Regions from separate parts of the Mus musculus genome. Here all the other regions are linked to region 3. Evidence: chromatin contacts called from public promoter capture Hi-C data. All regions are on one chromosome and are shown on one strand. The core of a region is the stretch at or near the end of the contact, and the rest is flanking DNA. Distances in the headings are between cores, read along the strand shown. Region 1 holds the start of Ifit1 (interferon-induced protein with tetratricopeptide repeats 1). Region 2 holds the start of Ifit2 (interferon-induced protein with tetratricopeptide repeats 2). Region 3 holds the start of Btaf1 (B-TFIID TATA-box binding protein associated factor 1).

Region 1 (3,339 bases), core at 487-2,986, 2.3 Mb after region 3:
TTTGAACCGACATTGGCTAAATTATATTCAACCAGATTTCCTTCTTACTTCATAGAGACCATTGCTCTGTTGGCCACAGCATTCTCAGAGACCCCATCATCTGTCTTTCCCTATTTCTGTGTCTGTGTCTGTGTCTGTGTCTGTCTCTCTCTCTCTCACTCTCTCTCTCATAACCAAATTCATAGTTACTCCTTCTTTTCCAGAGCACTTTAAGATGCTGGACAAGCTTCTGTAGGAATAGATTAATCCTGACCCAGGGGCATCAGATTCAATCTGGCTTTACTTTGCTTTCCCTGGCTACAGCATCCCACAGTTGGAATTAGAGATTGTACCTGCACCTTATGGGAAATAAAGATTTTGTCAGGACAGCTCAGAGGACTCTGAAAACTGGACAGCAGTAGCCCAGGAAGGTCTGCCTTGACTGGGAGGCTCACAAGGATCCTTCTGGGCTCTCTGTCTTGAGGTGGAGGTACATGCACCTATGCATAGCATCTGCTCTACCTTACCAAACTTCTTCTTACCTTCTGGACCAATTGACTTCAGAAGGGCAATAGGAGTAGGGGGCCCACAGGCTCAAGGGATCAGAGGTGACCTGATTCCCTAGGTCTCAGAGGTAGGCAGGAGAGCCTTTTTTCTTGTTAGTTATATGCTCTATTCCTCTGAACAGTTGCAAAACACAGATGTTCCATATCTCCATACTCAGGCTCAGGGTGTGATGTAGTGCCCCATGCACCATCTATTAAATCTGGAACCACTGGTTGGTGGTACTGTATCAATCACATTATCTTCCTGGTGATGTGTGGGGCCCTTGACTCAGGTATAGAACTTTTACCCACCATACCCTAAGCCTCAGTTGTGTGCCCACCGAGTCTCTGGGTCTCTACTTGCTCTACCTTATCAAACTTCCTGACATGGCTTTATATAACATATATTCATATATATTTATTCATATATATTTAGTTTCTTGGCCAAAAGGTTTTAATACCTCTTGTCAGAGAGAATAGAATTGACACATTTTTGTTTCTTAATCCTGGGGGGGGGGGGGGCGCGGGGAGGGAGGGAGGGAGAGAGGGAGGGAGGGAGAGAGAGAGAGAGAGAGAGAGGTGTTGCCCTGGCTATTTGTTTAGCCAGCCAGGGATGGGAATGAATGCGCCTGGAACAGAAAGCTTGAACAGCATTTCAAGAGGTCCATTGAGGGATAGGCTGGAAGATTCTGAGGACATGCTGGAACATTCTAAGGACTATGTCCTCAGAAGATCAGAAGGAGCATACTCTAACCTGCTGCTCACTTTTGGAGCACCAAGTGGGCACTGGTGGTCCTTTATTCCATTCCAGAGGGCCTGTTTGGTAATCATCTTTGTTTGTGAGCCGAGCATGCACTAAATTCTCTCCCAGGTACGTCCTACTACATGCTGTGAGACAGCCTTAAAAATCAAAACAAGCTTCCAGTCACACATCCAGCACCAGGCACACAGCTTAGTGGGGGCATTAAGCAAACTCCCTGGACCCTCAGGACAATTAGCATCCTTGTTCCCCATCAGCAGTAGAAAGAGAAGCTAGAGGCACACTCAGAAACAGCCACTAGCAAACGTCTGTGTCCTGGGTTCCCTCAGAGTGGAGAACAGGGAAATCCTTACCCCATGGTTGCTGTAAAGGTGGTAGCTGTTCTCTGGGTTTTCAGCAGAGCAGAACTCCTCAGAAACCTGCCTTGACTCTCTGCTCTCTTGCAGACTGTCACACCAACTGGAAGCTCAGGTTTTTTTTAAAGGGCTGGGTGAGCTAGGGGGTGTGCTCTTTTCAGTCAGCAGTGAGAAACTGAAACTGAGACTGGAAAGTGAAACTGAAGCCTGCAGTTTATCCAGGGAGACGCACTGTGGGGCACTGTGGGGTTTGCCCTACTGCATTCTCCACTGAAATCGATGAGGAGAAGGCTCTGAAACGGATACAGACATGTCGGATCCAGACTGCTGTCCAGAGAGAGAGAGTGAGACATCCCTGCCACCCAGAGACTCTTATCTGTTAGGTAGGGGCTGATGGAGGTGATACAGATAAAATGGAAAGCAGACTGGCATCTTCAGAAGCAGTGTTGTTCTTTCTTCCAAGCAACTGAAGGTCTGCAGTTCCTCCTTGGAAGTGAGACTTTCCCATGTGGCACTAGGGGGTCTTAGGATGGCAAAGGGAAAGTTTGGGACTGGAAGAGTGAGTTCTCATGCATTGTGGAAGTGGAAGAAGATACTAGCTGGTTTGTTGTGTGTCTATCCTTAGCATCTTCCACAGATGTCATTATTCACCTGCATTGACTGGTCCATAGCTTCCCAGCCTATCCGAAGCCTTAGGAATACAGTCTTTATAAACCAGGACAGTTTCCCATTGCCCAGAGAGCTGTAGAGCCATGCTTTGTGTTAACTTCTCCTGAGGTGACTCTAAAGGGTTCTTTCCACCAATCATAGTCATGTTAACAAGAACCAAACATGGAATCCCTAAAGGGTGATGGTTATTCAGAGCCTTGATGCTATCCCACTAATAGCAAGGCTACTAGATGGGTCAGTGGTTAAGAGCACTCACTGCTCTTCTAGAGGTCTTGAGTTCAGTTCCCAGCAACCACATGGTGGCTCACAAGTATCTGTAATAGGATTAAATGCCCTCTTCTGGTGTGTCTGAAGACAACTACAGTGTGTTCATACACGTAAAATAAATACCATTTTAAGGGCTAATAGCAATCTAGGGAACTACAGACAGTGGGGCTCACACTGTTTCAGGTTGAGGTCAAATACTTTAGTCTGTTGTCTTGGTTAACCTGTAATCTCAGCCTTTATTGCTGTCTAGTTCCTTATCCTGACCTTTGATGTCTAGGTCCTCAAATTCAGCTCATCCTTCTCACCTCCATATATTAAAAATATTGAAAGAAGTTAAACATCTAATCCCATCTCCTTGATATAGTGCTAGCCTCTCCTGAGAGTTATCTTTGACCAGGTAGGTACAGCCCTAACCCCCCCCCCCCATCAGCTGACACCAAGACAGGAGTTGGCCCTCTGGTCACTTTCTCCAGTAAAGTTTAATTTTAGAGAACCTAGAGTTATGTGTCAGTCAGATAACTAGGTATATGTTAGAGAGTTAAAGTGTTTGCTATCAAGCCTGACTCCTGGGTTCAGTCCCCTGACTCCGTGCTGGCAGAGAAGAACTAAATCTAGAGTGTTCTAACATGACTTCACACGAATGTCATAACACCACCCCCACAGACACACTAACAAAAACACAGTTACACACATACACACTCACCCATACACATACCGGCTACACACTTCACTGAAATATAATATTAAAACACTTAAAAATGGA
Region 2 (3,463 bases), core at 361-2,860, 2.4 Mb after region 3:
TCTTTTAAACAGCGGCAAAGCAAACAACCATGTGTGTCCCTGCTTTAGCAGTCACGAGTAGTTACTAGCCCTCATGTTTCAAGCATCCCAGGAATTTGAACCATGGCCATCATGATGTTCTGGACCCTGTTAAGGGCCAAATAATAAATATTTTCTCTGGCTTTGTGAGCAACTAGTCCAGTCTGCTGTTGCAGCGTAAGAGAGCACCTGATCCAATAAAACTTCATTTATAGAAGCAAATAGCAAGCTGGCCTCCGGGTGGCAGTTTGTTAACCCTTGTTCTATGACCCTGTGTATTTTTCATGCTCAGAGTATCTTGATGGTCCTATCTCCTCCTGCATGGTCTTTTCAGCCACTGCCTTACTCTTTTGAATAGCACACTTCTCAGGGTGCCAACGTGTTCTAATTTTTCCTTCTGTTGTCTCGGAGTCTTTGTTAACATTTTACTGAAGTATAAGTGTGATTCAGGCGCATGGCCTCCTGAGCAGTTGCTGTCCTGATGCTATTTACACTGCTTGCTTTCAGCACTCCCAAATACTTTCCTCATGAGGACACAAATACCTCATTGTGCCTTCTTCATCTCTGAACTGCACCCTAATTTGAGATTCCCAGTCCCTACTTCTAACGTTTACCTCTCTTCTTCCTTTACCAACATTTAAATCCAGAAAATATTTTAGAAAGAAGAAAGAAAGAAAGAAAGAAAGAAAGAAAGAAAGAAAGAAAGAAAGAAGGAAGGAAGGAAGGAAGGAAGGAAGGAAGGAAGGAAGAAAGAAAGAAAGAAAGAAAGAAAGAAAGAAAGAAAGAAGAGAGAGAGAGAGAGAGAGAGAGAGAGAGAGAGAGAGAGAGAAGGGGGGCAGGGAGAGGGCGAGGGAGGGGGAGGGGGGGGAAGAAAGAAATTCATTGTGTCCACTCTATCTCCACAGAGAGGAATTCCTACATCAGCTGTCATTTTAAAACACCAAACCTGAGGAACACAGGGAGGTTGGGGAGGGGGAGAGACCATTACACAATAACATGTTAATAGACTTACAGAGTTGAGAGGTTGTGGGACATTAAAAAGGTTTCTGTAATTTCTGGTGCATTCCTTCTCAAATAAACAACCGGAAGTAAAAAAAAAAAAAAGCTGTTTTTGAAAGCCTTTGAGTGAGCTGAGGGTGGGTTCTGGATAAAAGAGTGACTAGATATATAGCTTAGGACCCAGAGTCCACCACGCGCCCCTAGTGGACAGCCCAGGAAAACAAAAGTTGCGTCCACCCACATTTAAGAGCGACGACCACCTACCTCTAAGTCTCATCTTGGTGCATCTTGCTGATGGGTAAAAAAGCATTAACTGCAGAAGGCCAGAACTTGCTTTTCGGCAGAATGGACGCTGGCGAAGGGTGCGTGGCCAATGACTCCTGACTGCCGGGTGCCGGATGTAACCCCTACCCACACTTGGTGCTTTGAGGGATCTACTACTAGACAGGGCTACTCATTAAAAATATCTTGCTTCACTCTCTTTCCTACATATTTGCAGCGTTAGTCGGGTGTGGCTGGAATACCTTAGTCCTTTGGGGGACTCCCCGCTGTTTCCTAAAGTGAGCTCCATCTCGCTGGGTCCCCACATCACTAAGGGCGGGAAACTGCACTCACCCAGGCAACCTGGCTCGACTACAGCTCCCAGGGAGCTTTGTTTTGGGGTGGTACTCCATCTTAGCGCTGCTTCCTCCCACTGTGTCCTGCTATTGTCGCCAGAGGGTGCCCTTCTCCGCCGCTTTTAGCTTTATTATCCCTAGATGCTAAATTTGAGAGTTTGCAGCAGAAATACTTCCGGAATTGGGAGAGAGACGGTTTTATCCATTCTTCCAGGAAGCTCCCATGAATTTTCCAGCCTCTGGGTCTTGGTGCTCCAGCCCAGCTCTAGCATAGAATTCTCCTTGCACAATGCAAGACCAGACAGGATCCTTTTCTGTCCTTTCCTATTTTTAATGTTTACTGATGTTGCTAACTGAAGCGGATTAATTCGCAGACTGTAATATTCTGGACAGCAGAGATAATACCTAGTTGATTCTTAGAGGATGGTTCACTCATTTCCAGTTTCCTAATAGTCCATCTTAGTGAGGGACATGATCCTGAATTGAATTCCTGGATTTAAATTGAAATTGAGACTCAACTGGCTTAGGGGAGATGACTTCAGGGGCTTATATCACTTGACTTTAAGCCCTAGGATCTGAGCTGGGATGGGATTTTAATCCCAGGGAAAGTAAAAATCGACTCCTGCAAGTGGTCCTCTGACCTCCGTGTGGCACCCTTGATAAATGGATGGATGGATGATAGATAGATAGATAGATAGATAGATATAGATCCAGATAGATGGATAGAATGAAAGATAATGACATTCAAAGTCCTTTAAAAGAAAGTGAGGTTCCAAGGCTAGGATGTAGCTCAGTGACAGAGCTCTTGCCCATGACACTGGCTTCTGTCCCTAGGACTGAAAGGAGATAGGGGATGGGGAAAGGAAGAGTTTTAGCAGTGAACTGTCATTCTAAGGATCCATCATACCCCTCCCTGTTGCCTGGTGGTTAAACACTTCGGTCTTGTCAATTTAGTTTCTCTTCTAAATTGAGTCCCCCCCCCTCCCCCTCCCCCTCCCCCTCCCTCTCCTCCTCCTTCTCTTCACAGGCGATGAGACATTTTAATCTAATAGTGGTACTTAACACTACACAGGGAGTCACAGCTCCCAGAGGATCCCTAAAGGCCAAAGGAAGATCCAGAAATATCTAGAGTTGCTGGTCCCCTGCCTGTGGGAACAGGGGTCAGAAGGTGGCAAAGCAGGGGCCTTCCTGTCACTCATAGATCCAGTCCTGTGCACAACTCTTGAAGTCCACCAGCTCCTTGGGCTGAAACCACAAGCTGGGCTCTCTACAGAACCATTCTTACCAACTTGGATGCAAAAGTCTCCTCGGATGGTCACAGGCTTAGAGTGAGTGGGGTTGGTCTCTGTTAGCATCACCGAGACTGTCTTCACAACATTCAGTCCCTCCCAGACCACAGCACACATGACCAACGGTGAGTGTACCTTCATTACCATCAGGCCTGGTGGGCTCCAGCGGGAGCTTGTGGGAGAGATCATCAATCAATTTGAACAGAAGGGATTCCTCCTGTTGGTATGAAATTTGTGCGGGCTTTGGAGAACCTTCTCAAAGAGCGCAGCGTTGACTCGAAGGACCAGGACCGTCATTTCTTTGTAGGATATTTCTACAGGACCCCTTTCCTGGCAGGCAAACACAATGCTGCTCGTCTTATAAGTACAATTGTATTTATTGTCCCACTCTGACCCCCAAGCCATTCTTTATGGTTTTAAGAGAGGAATGTAATCACCGTACTGTGGGGAGAGATTCAGCTTCTTGTCAAGGGTTCTTAAAAAGCTTTTCCCAGCCGGGCTTGGTGGCACACGCCTTTAATCCCAGCACTCGGGAGGCAG
Region 3 (3,655 bases), core at 868-3,367:
AGTGCATGACATCAGACCTGAAACTACAAAGTTTGTTTTTCAAACTGAATCCACAAATATTTTTAAAAGTCCAATACCTCCTCCCAAGCAAGGCATCCAAAGCCTTCGCTTACATTTAGATTACTAAACTAAGCATGGAAGAAGCTTCTATAAAATGTGGCTGGCTTTAATTATGGCAGTGAGTTTTAAAAAAAAAAAAAAAAAAACAGGAACAACAAACAGCAGTTCTCTTTGAAAGCAGATCATGAGGACCAAAAGCCTTTAAAGCCCACTCTTTCTTTCAAAAGTTGGATCTATAGATTAGTGCTAAGCGAAAAAGATCAATTTTTTTAAAGCACTATCATTTTGCCTCTATAACGCTTTCCAACATTGTACAAATATAAACCTACTTCACGAAAGGAAGTACTAATTCCCTTAAATTAAAAAACCCTGAGAAGGCCAGGTAACACCACATCTCTAATCCCAGAACCAAAGCTCCTTCTGAGTTCGAGGCTAGCCTGGGCTACATGAGCCCCTTGTCTCAAAGAAGAAAGAGAAGACAGAAAAGAGACTTTAAATCTCATGCTCATGTACCAACATATTTCTGGTGTATATATTTATGCATTTACATGGAAGATAAATTATAAGATAAATCTATCTGTACTTGCAGAAATAAATGCCACTTGTATTCTCTTAAAGCAGTTTCATAGGTGCTGAAATAAGAGTCTTTCTCCCACTAAGTCTGCTTATGAAATAAAAATTAGCTGTCCCTACTACCAGTACCTAGCAACTCCCTTCACTCAGCTCCCATGGGATTCTCCCACACACTATTTCATCAGTTACCTAGGGAGTGTGTGACTTGGGTTACTCCTTCCTTATAAGAGTGTGCATAAAGGAATGTGTTCAACTAATTTCGAAAAATTAGTGAAAGCTGTTTATTTTCGTCATTTATCTCCCTCAGTCCATTTGGTGAAAGGACTCAATTCTCATTATCTCATCATCCCTAAAGGACTTTGGTAACTCTTAATGACTAAACACGGAGAGACCATCCCGACGACTTAAACGTCAGCGGGACACCAAAATCATTTCCAAGTTTTCAACTCATTCTATCATCAGAAGCTACACAAGTTAAATGTTTATACGTCTTTCCATAATTTTCCCAGACTCTTCCACGTGGGCAAAATTTTACAATAATTTAAGATCTGTGATAACGCTTGGGGAAAGATGCTAAAATAGTCATCTGCTTAAGACCACACGCTGATTGACAGAATACTTACTGCTTAACAAAAAGGAGGAATTAGACCTCAAGAAAAAAGTGAGCAAGACTATACCCGTTACGCTGTAAATTTTTTTTAAAATTTAGCATAACCAGATGGTCTCTTAGATAACAGTGTTTCAACCCCCGCCTCCATCGACAGTTACTACCAAGTTTTGCCGTGAAATGGTGGTTTGGGAACAGACTTTGATACTACGAAAGAAAAAGAAAAGAAACTCGCCTAGAAATTCAAAGAGGGAAGAGAAACCAAAGAGGAGCAACGTGGTGAAGAAAAAAGAAAAAAGGAAAAAAGAAAAAAAAAAAAAAGCCAGATCGAACGCGCCGAGTCACATTTAACCAGGAGAAAAAGCGCTTCGTGAGCCGACTTCTCCGGGTAACCCGAGCCCAAAGCGCCTGCCAGCCGAGGGAAGCCTCGGAAGTCTGGGCGAGCGAACGAGAAGCAGCGCTCACGCCCCGCACCGTCGCGCCGGGAGCCGACCGACAGCCTCGCCCGCCCGCCCGCGCGCGCTCCCCGTTAGCTGACGGGCGGCGACACCCACCTGGAGACCGCCATGGCCGGCGCCGGCGGTTCGGAACTCTCAGGGAGCTACACGCCGCGCCGCTCCGGCGTTCGTTTCCCGAGCAGAGCGGCGCAGGCCCAGGCCGCCGGGCGCAGGGCGGCAGGCGGCGCGGCGTGGAGCGGCCCGCACGGGCCTTCCGGCATGTGCCGGCCACCGGAGCTCGTCTCCGCAGCGACCAGGGTCCCACACACGGGCGGAGGCGGCGCCGCTCTGACCCGCACCACTTCAAACCGGGTGCCCCCAGCCCCGCTCTCTGCTGACGCAGACGCCGGCACGCCGGACTTAGCGTCTGCACGCCGGAAGTGACGTCACCGGCACGTTTTCCCCCCCCCCCCATCCCCACTCCCTGCCGGCGAGCGGAATGTAGCAGCGCCCCGCGGCAGTGGGAGCGGGTTGGCAGCGTGGATCGGGAGCCCGGCTCCCAGTCTTTAAGATTAATGGGAGAAACGGAAAGAGGTCTTGATCTTCCAGAGAGCGATAAAGATCACCTAGCTAAAGTTCCGAAAGTTCCAAACCTCGGTCTCTAAGTGCTCTCTCCATCCTGACCCTACTACCCAGCTAGGCGGCTTCCAAACAGGAACAAACTGGAGAAAGGAGACTCCGGCCCAGGTCGCGATGCTGTGGGCGGGATGAAGTCAAGAAGGAAACACTGCCGAGGGCTGGCTAGGGTGGTGCAGGCCTATAATCCTAGCACCTGGGAGGCTGAGGCAGCAGATTGTGAAATTGGGGGTCAGTCTGGGCTACAAAGCAATCTCCGGGCCAAGAATTTGCAGTGTGGTTCCGCGAGGAAGAGGGTGGGAGGAGGCTCAAGTGTGTGTTTACTATTATTTACCATTAAGTTCTGCATAAATGGTGAAGGGACTGCTAATGATTTTGCCTAGGCCTATCACCCTTCTTCCCGTCTTTTCCTCCTTCCGTCCCTCCACTGCCAAACACTCCTCTGTAAACTACCATAGCCTTAGAATTTGTTTTTAATGCCAGTAGTCAAACTAGTATTTCTCTAGTTTCGGCAAGCCCAGTTTATAGGCCACTGACAGATTAATCATCAAAAGCACCTGTCCTGTCGCCCTTCCTTATAAAACATGCCCACTAGCTTCTTGTTACCTATTTAGAAGTTATGTCTCAGGCTTTGAGTCTGCTTGTCATCTGTATGATGAGAAGCACTGTAAAAGGTTGTGGAAGGTGGGGAGGGATGTCATGAACCCAGGAAAGTTCACAAGAACTTGGTGAACTGTAAAATAGATCTGTATAGGAAAAGATGAACTAAGTACTTGCTAAAGTATTGCACAGGTGACTAACATTACCCCTTACATTACAAGGCAAAGCTATAAAGTAGTGTGATGTTTTTCCACGGTGGGGCTAGAAGCCCAGGATTTGGGTTCTATACGAAGTATAGAAGAGTGTTTTGAGCAAGAGAAATGATCTAGTTTACATTTTCTATATGTTTTCCCTAGTATCAAAAAATATAGGTCCAGGGCTGGAGAGATGGCTCAACAGTTAAGAATGCTGGCTGTTCTTCCAGAGGTCCTGAGTTCAATTCCCAGCAACTACATGGTGGCTCACAACCATTTGTAATGGGATCTGATGCTCTCTTCTGGTGTGTCTGAGGAGAGGGACAGTGTACTCATATAAATAAAACTATATATATGTATATATATATATATATATATACACATATATACACACACACATATATATGTATGTATACACACACACACACACATATATATATATATACATATATATATAGTCTAAAGCTTTGAAGAGAGGAAAGGCCTATTGTTATCAACTTGGTTTTTTTCCCCAAAGGCAATAGATTTTTAAAAAATGTGTATGTGTG

What was found. Promoter capture Hi-C pulls out the DNA fragments that hold promoters and counts their contacts.
Region 1: a contact with region 3 is called in a promoter capture Hi-C map of the 3T3-L1 cell line, with 5 times the contacts expected there.
Region 2: a promoter capture Hi-C map of cranial neural crest shows a contact between it and region 3. A contact is called at or near these places in 1 of 39 promoter capture datasets (cranial neural crest) and 1 of 9 other capture datasets (macrophages).

What each region holds. Positions count from the first base shown.
Region 1 is chr19:34,639,286-34,642,624 of GRCm38.p6, reverse strand. It overlaps Ifit1 (interferon-induced protein with tetratricopeptide repeats 1), which reads right to left and starts at 1,736. Exons shown (of 2, transcript NM_008331.3): 1 at 1,638-1,736. The coding sequence starts at 1,642. It also overlaps a transcript of Ifit1bl1 not described here and a transcript of Ifit1bl2 not described here.
Region 2 is chr19:34,548,841-34,552,303 of GRCm38.p6, reverse strand. It overlaps Ifit2 (interferon-induced protein with tetratricopeptide repeats 2), which reads right to left and starts at 1,610. Exons shown (of 3, transcript NM_008332.3): 1 at 1,282-1,610.
Region 3 is chr19:36,924,541-36,928,195 of GRCm38.p6, reverse strand. Btaf1 (B-TFIID TATA-box binding protein associated factor 1) reads right to left here and starts at 2,117. Exons shown (of 38, transcript NM_001080706.1): 1 at 1,795-2,117. The coding sequence starts at 1,808.